Regions from separate parts of the Mus musculus genome. Here region 2 is linked to region 1. A link is a contact called in public Hi-C data. All regions are on one chromosome and are shown on one strand. Each heading gives the region's core, a stretch centred on a gene start, on an enhancer-like site or on the middle of the called end of the contact. The rest is flanking DNA. Distances are from core to core; before and after follow the strand shown. Region 1 has its middle 120 kb from the start of Cxcr4. Region 2 has its middle 62 kb from the start of Gm23056.

Region 1 (4,722 bases), core at 1,322-3,821:
AGCAACACAATCAAATTTTTACAACATATTGTGTGTGCAACATGTATATTGTAATGCATATATATGTGCATATAATGTGTATATGCATATATGTTACATAAAACTGTTCAATGATTTTCTAGCTATTATATATACAAAAGTATTTTAGACATATCAATTACATTATTAAAATTGCTTCCATCTGTTTGATTTTTAATCAATGTGACAAACAGAAATTTTTATAAGATATGCATGTGGTTGACATTTTTATCTCCCATACTAAAGTTTAGTATGGTTTGGTTTGGTTTGGTTTGGTTTGGTTTGGTTTGGTTTTGGGACAGCATCTCACATAGCCCAGGCTGGCCTCAGACTCACTATGTATCTGAAAATGACCTTGAATTTCTGGTCTTCCTGCTTCCACCTCCTGAGTTCTAAGTATGCATCACCTCACTTTGCTTTGGGGGTGCTGGGGGCTGGAACCCAAGGCTTCATGCGTGCTTGTCAGCACTCTACCCACTGAGCCCCATCTCCAGTCCAATCTGCTAATATTTTAACTGACTCGACTTGTTTATGTTCAGCCTTTTTACTTAAATAAACTGAAACTTTTGCCAGGCAATAACAAGCATGAAATCATATGTATGACATGCTAGTTAAGTATTGAAATAAGTACATAAAAAGATTCAGTCATATAGTATCTAAAATCAGCTTGTGTTTGGCCAGTAGTGTATAAAACTGTGTTTTGGAAACCATGAATGTAGTCTAAACTATATGACACAAAGAAAGGGGGAAATTACCACGCCACCCCCTGTCACTGCTATGATCCAGGGCCAAAGTAGATAGGGCCGTGCCTTCCTCTGAGAGTAAGGTGGGGCTGAACTATCATGGGGTACCTGGCTGTGGGAACAGCCCACACACAAACAAGCTTCCACGTCACTCACTGACCAGGACCGGAGATTGCATGAGTCTCAACCCAGAGGGCGTGGTGTCTGGGTTTCCATTCTGCACGGACATTTCACAACGCTGGGCCAGGAGGAAGTGGAGATGCCTTTGAGTAGCTGTGGGGCCCATGCTACAGGAGGTACAGAAAAGCATTCTGGAAGATGTGGGAGGGTCCTTGCTGCATTCATCCAGCCTTGCTCCTCCCTCCCCTCCCAGCATTGATTCCTCAGTCCCAAATAGACTCTGAGCCTTGCTATGGCCCTGTAGCTAATGTGAGCAGCTCTTCGCCCAGCTCCAGGCTTCCCACAGCCCCAGTTGAGATGGCCTCCTGCCTGCCTTAGAGCCAGCCTGAGGAGAGCCAGAAAAGCCAGCACACTGCCCTGCTGTGCCCCGTGAGGAGTCACTGGGCCCACACCTATGGCTACCAGTGTTCTTCAGTCCCTGTGAGTGATGTAAGAGACCAGGAGGGAACAGAGACTGATAGACACCTATCCTCATCCGCACCCCGATTCCTAACTTCCCTCCTTAAGCAGGCCTAGGTACGTTTCTGCTTTTTTGTTTTGTTTTTCATTTTTTATTTTTTATGTTTTATGTTTTGGTTGGGGAGGATTTTTTTTGTTTTTGTTTTTCTATTTTTTGTTTGTTTATCTGTTTATTCTATTTTGGTCCAGATCTTAAATATTCCACACTGGCTTCAAATCATTTTGCAGCTAAGGATGACCCTGTATTTTCCATTCTTCTGCCTCCACCTCTTGCATACTGGGGCTATATAGAGGCTTGGACCACCACATCTGATGTATAAGGTGCTGGGATGGAACTCAGGGCCTGGTGCATGCGGGGCAAGCACTCTACCAACTAAGGTTCATCCCTAACACAGCCCCTGGAAGGTCACAGGCAACATGTCTAACTTAAAATGCTTCTGGGATTGGAGATTTAGCTCAGGGGTAGAAGACTTACCTAGCAAGGGCAAGGCCCTAGTTTTGGCGCTCAACACCAGGGCAGGACAGCTCCAGAACCTCTTTACCTGAGACAAAACAGTAAGAATCCAAACAGTTCTGTGTTCCATCCCTGTGCAAATGACAACGGGATTGAACGGTCTGCTGTGGGCTGATGGAATGAGTCTCAAATGCCAGGTGGTACACCCTGCCCTGCCATTTTAACCATTCTGTCAAGAGACACAGTCAGAGACATTAAGTAACTACACAAGAACAAGATTGCACAGCTCTAGGTAGCATTACTCGTGTATCCCGCTCCATCACCTTCTGTATTCCCAGTAAAGGGTAAAGGCTATCAGAAAGCAAGAGAGGCCACCGGTAGGGTACCAGGGCAAAACAGATTTAATGCAGCTGCCTACCCATCCCCGGAGGATGAACATAAAGGGGTGGGGTAGACCAGCACAATGGCAGCTGGCCTAGTGGCTTCTTCTCATTTGTCCCTCTTATCACCACAGTCCCACACTCAGCTGAATCTCCTCAAGGTCATCTACTGAGCACCTATCCCCAGGGTTCTCTGACTGGCTTTTCAGGGTCTGTACAGTTGACAGCTTGAATGTGACAAGATCAGAGCTGAAAACAGAACCCCATAACTGAGTCTCAGACAAGCGCCAGTGGCCATCCCAGGGGACCCTATGATGGATGGCCCTCTCTCAGAATGTCTCGGGGGACAGCTAGAGAGAGCTGAGGTCTGCAGAGCCTCACCGTGTCTGACAGGAGGTCAGCTGCTGTTTTAATGATGGCCCAGTGCCAGCCACCTCTCCCTTCTCAGAAGCTCACATGGAGGAGGCCTGTGTCTGTTTTGAGATAGACAACACACACTGTGGCCTATTCTCCACTGTTCTAGCACAACTCAGCCCCCAGTCCCATTGCTCATCACAGTCCAGGACCTGAAGCTGAGCGCACTGAGAGAGTGCTCATCCAAGCATGGTGTTCCCTGCCTGCCTCCTACACAGGTATACACACTACGTCATGAGACAAAAAGCTGACTTACACAGCACAGGCTGAAGAGAATCAAAGAAAAGAGGGAGGGGGAAGATAAGAAGGAATCAATGGATGGATGCACGGATGAATGGCTATACAGATAGACAAATGCATGGAGACATGGATGGAGAGAGGGAGAAAGGGATGAACAAATGGGTGGGTAGGTAGGTAGATGGATGGATTCAATACTTGTTGGGTACCTGCTAGGTCCCAAGCCCTGCTGTAAGCACTGGGAACAGTGAGGAAAACAGACATAGCCCTGCCCTCTGGGAGCTGACTGCCTAGGGTAGTTTTATATAGAGGGACTTTTTGGAGAGACATGCTTACAGGGTACTCAGAAGATAGTAGATCCAATACAAGGGGGATAGAGCAGTGCACCCCTCACAGGCTTCTGCCTTGACTCCTGTCAAGAGGTTTTGCTACATTGTGAATCTGGAGACTTAGGGGGTCTTCAAACCAACTGTGCCTCAGAAATCACATGATGATTCTAAATCACCTTAAACAGATTCCTACAGCCTACTGAGAGACTCTGTTTCTGGTTCTAGGAGGGAGATAGAGAGAGGTAAGGAGAGATGGAGAGAGGGGAAAAGAGAGCGGGGAGGTGGGGGGAGGCCACTTGGAGGTGGCCTGAGGTGTTATTTTTCAGCTGCTGACCACCTTGGGTTTTTGAGACTAGAATTTACCAAGTAAGCTAGGTTGGTGGACCAGGGAGCTCCAGAAAGCCATTTGTCTTCTTCTGCCTTCCTTGCACTGGGATCACAAATGGACACCTCTTTTTTTTTTTTTTAAATCAGAGCTGAGGACTGAACTCAGGGTCTTGTGCTTACTAGACAAGTGTTCTACCATTGAGCTAAATTCCTAATAACACTTTTCAGCATCCTGGAGTCCCCAGCACCTCGCCCCAGAAACACATGTTCACTTAGCATGTGTAAACTTAGTACTCAATGAATGGAAGGCGGTGACTATGGGGATTTCAGGGTTCAGGGCCATCCTGAATAGCTGGCCTGCCTTTCTGTGTTACTTTGCATAGACAGGCTGTCTGAGACCAAATAACACTTTTTTTCACATAATATTTTTTTCACATAATATATTTTGATTATGTTTCCCCTCCTATGATTCCTTCCAGATCCTCCCTACTCACCCAACTCTATGTTCTCTCTCTCTCTCTCTCTCCAAAACAAACAAACATAAACAAAAAGACAGGAAACACACAAAAATGGAAATAAAAACATACAAATATATTAAAACAAACAATAAAATAACAAAAAAGTGCCCAAACAAAGTAAAATGAGACAGAAAGTCTACAAAAATACCACTGAGTTCTTTTTGTGTTGGCCGAATGCTCCTGACCATGCAAGCCTTTTTAACTGGATCCTGGGTGTTGAACTTGGGTTCATTATGCTTTCAAGGCAAGCACTGAACTGACTAAGCTTTCTCCAAAGCCCCAGGTCCATGTATTTGCAAAATATATATTCTATATGACTGTGGTGAAGACTGTGTCTTGAGAGACCTTTGTTCTTAACTACTAGTTCATGTTTCAAGGTAGCCAAGAGACTTAAATCAGTGTGGAAATGAATGAACAAGTGGGTGAGAAGGTGGGTGGATGGATAGATGGATAGATGAATGAATGGGTGGATGAATGAATGGGTGGATGAGTAGATGATTGGATGGTTGGATGGATGGATGGATGGACGGACGGACAGACGGATGGACAGACAGATGGACAGATGGATGGATGGATGGATGGATGGATGGATGGATGGATGGATGGATGGATGGATGGATGGATGAACAGATGGATGAGTGAATGGATGGACAGATGGACAAA
Region 2 (4,609 bases), core at 12-2,511, 110 kb before region 1:
ATTCTCTGCATTGTAATTGCTTAGACACATTGGACCGACCAAACTTATAAATGGCAAATTAAACAAGAGGCAAATGTGCTGGCCGACATACGGGCCGTATTGATCCAGGCAGGTTGATGCAGAGCATGAAACAGGTCTTTGAACGGGCAGCCAAACTTTCCAGAACTATTGACAGTTTTCCCCAAGGCCTTTCAATAAGCACACGTCGACTCTTGGCTTTTGAATTGCCTAACCTTTGGGTGGTGAAATCGCAGCATGTTGTTTTAATCTTTTTATAATGGACTAGAGTTCAATTTAGAAAAACAAAACAAAAAACAAAACAAAATTAAAAACAAAGCATGTCTCCTGAGTGCTGCAGGCAGGAGGCTATAAAGGTTTCAAGCAGCTCTGAAGCCACACTCATCTCCCAAAAACCTGTACTACGTTCTCCATCAAACCCCACTTCTGCTGATCTTCTCTTTAAACAGAGTCCTGGGAGCAGCAGAGGCATCCCCTAGGCAACTGTTGGAGAGCGGGGATGGGGGGTAAAGGGGGATGACAGTATAAAGTCCTGAGTTCAGATCTCCAGCACCCACAGAAAAGGCTGGGCCTGGCACCACACATTGTAATGCCAACACTGGGAACCCCTGGCCAGCCAGTCTCACCAAGTCAGTAAAACACTTTGTCTCCAAAATAAGGTAGAGGGCGGGTGAGATCTCAGCAGGTGTAAGCTCTTCTTTCCTAGCCTAGCTACTGAGGACAAGCCCAGGACCCACCTGGTGAAGAGAACTGACTCCCACAAGTTGTCCTGTGACCTCCGCATGGACACCGTGACACCTCCCCTAACTCCCCAAAAGATTTTTTTTGAAAAATTAGTTTGGATTTTTTTTTTTTTTTTTGAGACAGGATCTCCTATTTAGTCCTGGCTGTCCTGGAACTCACTATGTAAACCAGGCTGGCCTTAAACTCACAGATCTCCTTTCTTCTGTCCCCAAAGTGCTGGGATTAAAGGTTTGTGTCACCACATCTGGCCTCCACACGCTCCTGGACATATGGAAACACATACAAAACAAAGTCATGACAGCTAAGTCCTCTGTCCCTTTCTCTGAGCATCTCCCTTCTCTACACGACTGGAAGCAATGGCTTGCTTGTAGCATCCGCCTAATAAAGGTATGCTGTTTGTTGGGTAAATAGCACAGGGAAAGGGCCCTGAAGAGGAAGGAGGGTTGTGGAGAACCAAATGCACCCTGGAGACCATCTACTTCCCGTTTGCCCAGAGTCGGACCCTGGGGCCCAGAGCCGACTCCTTTCCCCAGCACAGTGCTGTAAGCTGAGTGTTCATCTGGAGCAGCTAAGACTCCGACCGATTTCTGGGCTTCTTCCCAAGAGTTTCCCATCCAGCCGGGACCAAGAGGCTGCGAGTTCTTAACAAGTCACAGGCAATATCAATGCTGCTAGTGCAGGAGTCACACTTAGCAAGCCCACACCCAGGGACTGGGGGTGACTCAGTCAGTAAAGTGCTTGACTTAACTCTTAGGATCTGAATTTAATTCCCAGAAACATTTTAAAAAGAAAAGAAAAGTCAGACACAGTGGCATGCATCTGTACTCCCAGCCCTGAGGAAGTGGGAACAGAGGGATGCCTGCGACTTACTGGCCAGTCACTCCTGTCTGAGTCATCTCCAGACCAAGGAGAGCCCAACAACGGAGATAAGAGTGTGTGTGTGTGTGTGTGTGTGTGTACACATGCATGTGTGTGCCACTGTTTTAAAGGACCCAAGATTCCAGCACCCATAAAGGGCAGCTCACAACTACCTGTAGCTCCAGCTCCAGGGATCCTGACATTCTCTTTTGTCACTCATCTGCACACACTCAAGCAGATGCACACACATATACATAATTAAAAATAAAACAAATCTTTCAAATAAAAGGGTTTTTTAAAAGAAAGAAAGAAAGAAAGAAAGAAAGAAAGAAAGAAAGAAAGAAAGAAAGAAAGAAAGGAAGGAAGGAAGGAAGGAAGATCAAAGAAAACCAGTGCTGGGCAGGTGAGACTCCGCCCCCACTGCAAGCCTCTGTCTTACCTTGCATAGTATTAAAACTTTTGCTTTAAACCTCTCAAAACTTGGCTCAAACCATTGCCCAAAGGCGGGTCCAAAAATAACTACAACCAGAACGAGAATGACTTCTCCTCCTTCAAGGCATAGGGAGGTCGCTACCCTGGCATTGTGGCAGTTACTTTGAAGAATCAGAGAGCAGAAATGGAAGGTGCATCTAGCCTGTCAGAAGACTCTGCCGAGGGAGCAGGTAGAATTGGATCCTTTCTGGCAGGTTGTTCCACAGACATCATTAGCTACAGAGGTTGCCCGGCCACTAGATGGCAGTCCTCAATTGACGTTCGAGTAACTTGGGTCGTTGGCCTCTAAACCCACTGATATCCACAAGGACAATAAAAAGCAGATGATGAATTTGATGGACTAAAATAGGCTAGCTTCTCTCCCGGGAAACTTGGCATTAAACAAATTCATTTAGCAAATGCAGAGCCTAGAACAATGACCCAAAACGGGGCTGCAAGCATTCCTTTTGGTCTCTAAAGGCAGGACCAAAGTTCCCACACTTAAGTTAGGAAGCACGGAGCCAACTGGTCGTATGGGAAACAATGCAGCGGAAAAGTAAATCTGTGGACCCCCAAAACATGAGGATAAGACATCTGGCTGTTATAATGCAAGTGATAGTAACCTGAAATGAGATATTATTAAAAGATGTATTGAAGTTTTCGAGCCAGGCATGGGGACACATTCAAGAGGCTAAGGCAGAGGGACTGTGCATTTGACACCAGCACAGACTGCAGACTGAGAATCTGTCAGAGAAAGAGGGATGGGGAAGGAGAAAGAAAGAGGACTAAAATCCACAGGAGAGGAGAAACTTAAACAAGTGGAAAATTGTTTCAATATATATTTTCTGATGGCCAGCCCAAACATGGCACACTATAAATAACAGGCAGTGTTTTCCATGTCAAAGTGGAGACTCACAGCTTGTGGGCTGGAAAACTAATGAGCTATAAGCATGTATGAAATGAGGGAGCTGTCAGCATGTCCAGAGTGGGTGACGGCCACAGGGAGCAAAACCATCCAGAAAGCACAATTGCCACCCCCTCTGCTCAAACTGCCACCTCAGCCGTCTCTCACGGGAGCTGCGTGTGGACGCACTTGGGCTTCCTGTCCCGAGGCTTCAGAAAGTTAGGCATAATCCCAATAAAAATGTAGGAGGTTTTTTGGTGCTGGGATTCTCTGGATAATTGCTTTCATTTTCACTGGCCATGTTGCAGAACCCCTGAATGTTATATGGGCCTTTCCTTTATCTCGTTGACGACATCTGCTGTTTGCAGACTCCACTAATCACTGGAATCACCCAAGAGCTCTTCCCCAAACCCAAACCACCCCAACCTATTGCTGCAAATCTTATGAAGTAGCAGTGGCATGAGAAAGCTGTGCTGGTTTCTAACATACGCACACCATAGGTTGTGTACGCTGTGTGCATAACTCTTATGCTCTATTATTGATGGCATAATAACAAGAAAAAAGCCCGTGTGGGTTCCATACGAAGGTGTGCTTGTGTACGTGTGTGTGTTCATGTATGTGTAGGCTTGTGTACATGTGTATGTTCATGTATGTGTAGGCTTGTGTACGTGTGTGTGTCCATGTATGTGTAGGCACATTGTACATGAATAAACATAAATCTGGAGGCCGAAGGACAACCTCCACTGTCATCTCTTAGAAGCCACCCACCTTAATGTTCCTGAGGATCTCTTGTGGAACCTGCTAAATAGGGTAGACCAGCTGGCTAAGGGAACCCCCAAGAAGCTTCCTGTCTCCACTTCCCTAGCACTGAGTTTACAAGCATACACTACCATGCTTTAATTTTAACACAGGTTCTGAGTATTGAACTTGTGTTCTCATGCTTGTAAGGCAAGCACATTACCAATGGAGCCATCACCCAAGACCTCAAACACCATTTAAAAAAAAGAAAAGAAATTAGTCCAAGTTAGGTTAAATCTACAAGTCCAGCACCTGCCTAGACAGTGGACCACTGGTGTGGAGGTGAATACTTTGAAAATGGGACCCCTCAGATCCTAGAGCGTTTTCTCTCCCGCTCCTAATGCCCTGTGGAACATGAAGGGAGAGAACCATGTATTTTTTTTCCAGGATCTGCCTACAAGAGAGACAGAGAGAGACTTACCCAGAATATAAGAGACTCACAGGGGGAGAGGGGAGATTCAGTCAGCCTATTCTGATGGGCTATGGAATTTTCTCTTTCTCCAGATCTTGCAGACTGGTTTACTGAAGTGTGCAAGATACTTTGGGGCATGCAGGATACACACACACACACACACAAATGTGAGTCTCTTCTCACAATTTCTCCTCCAGTCGGTTAGACCCCTTCAGAAGCCTTGAAATATATCCCAGCACCCTGGCAAAGTCCTACAGAAAGGAAACGGGTAAAGAAACAAAGACATATGAGGAAAGGGTCAAGTTGCCAGAACTCTTTGAAAGCAAGAATCAAAGGCTCTGGGTGGAGTTAATGGTCCCTGCGAGGCACTGGGGGCCATCGGAGCAGAGCCCAGAGGCAGCTGG

Evidence for each region. Hi-C and Micro-C count contacts between places; a contact is called where the count stands out from the background.
Region 2: a contact with region 1 is called in a Hi-C map of the N1E-115 cell line, with 9 times the contacts expected there. The contact joins two enhancer-like sites. A contact is called at or near these places in 2 of 39 promoter capture datasets (the C10 cell line and pre-B cells), 1 of 15 datasets of contacts at CTCF or cohesin (large pre-B cells), 25 of 484 Hi-C or Micro-C datasets (B cells, the C10 cell line, CD8 T cells and 19 more) and 6 of 115 datasets of contacts at active chromatin or transcription factors (CD8 T cells, the HPC-7 cell line, bone marrow-derived dendritic cells and 3 more).

Annotation. Positions count from the first base shown.
Region 1 is chr1:128,709,285-128,714,006 of GRCm38.p6, reverse strand. No RefSeq gene overlaps it. Among named protein-coding and RNA genes, the nearest start is that of Cxcr4, 120 kb to the right of the region's middle. Within about 2 kb of position 2,571, at least 56 of the 459 cell types and tissues checked have an H3K27ac peak or open chromatin away from gene starts, as enhancers often do. A contact at or near this core is called in B cells, the N1E-115 cell line, double positive thymocytes and 1 more, where this site is marked.
Region 2 is chr1:128,822,158-128,826,766 of GRCm38.p6, reverse strand. No RefSeq gene overlaps it. Among named protein-coding and RNA genes, the nearest start is that of Gm23056, 62 kb to the left of the region's middle. Within about 2 kb of position 1,261, at least 65 of the 459 cell types and tissues checked have an H3K27ac peak or open chromatin away from gene starts, as enhancers often do. A contact at or near this core is called in B cells, the N1E-115 cell line, double positive thymocytes and 1 more, where this site is marked.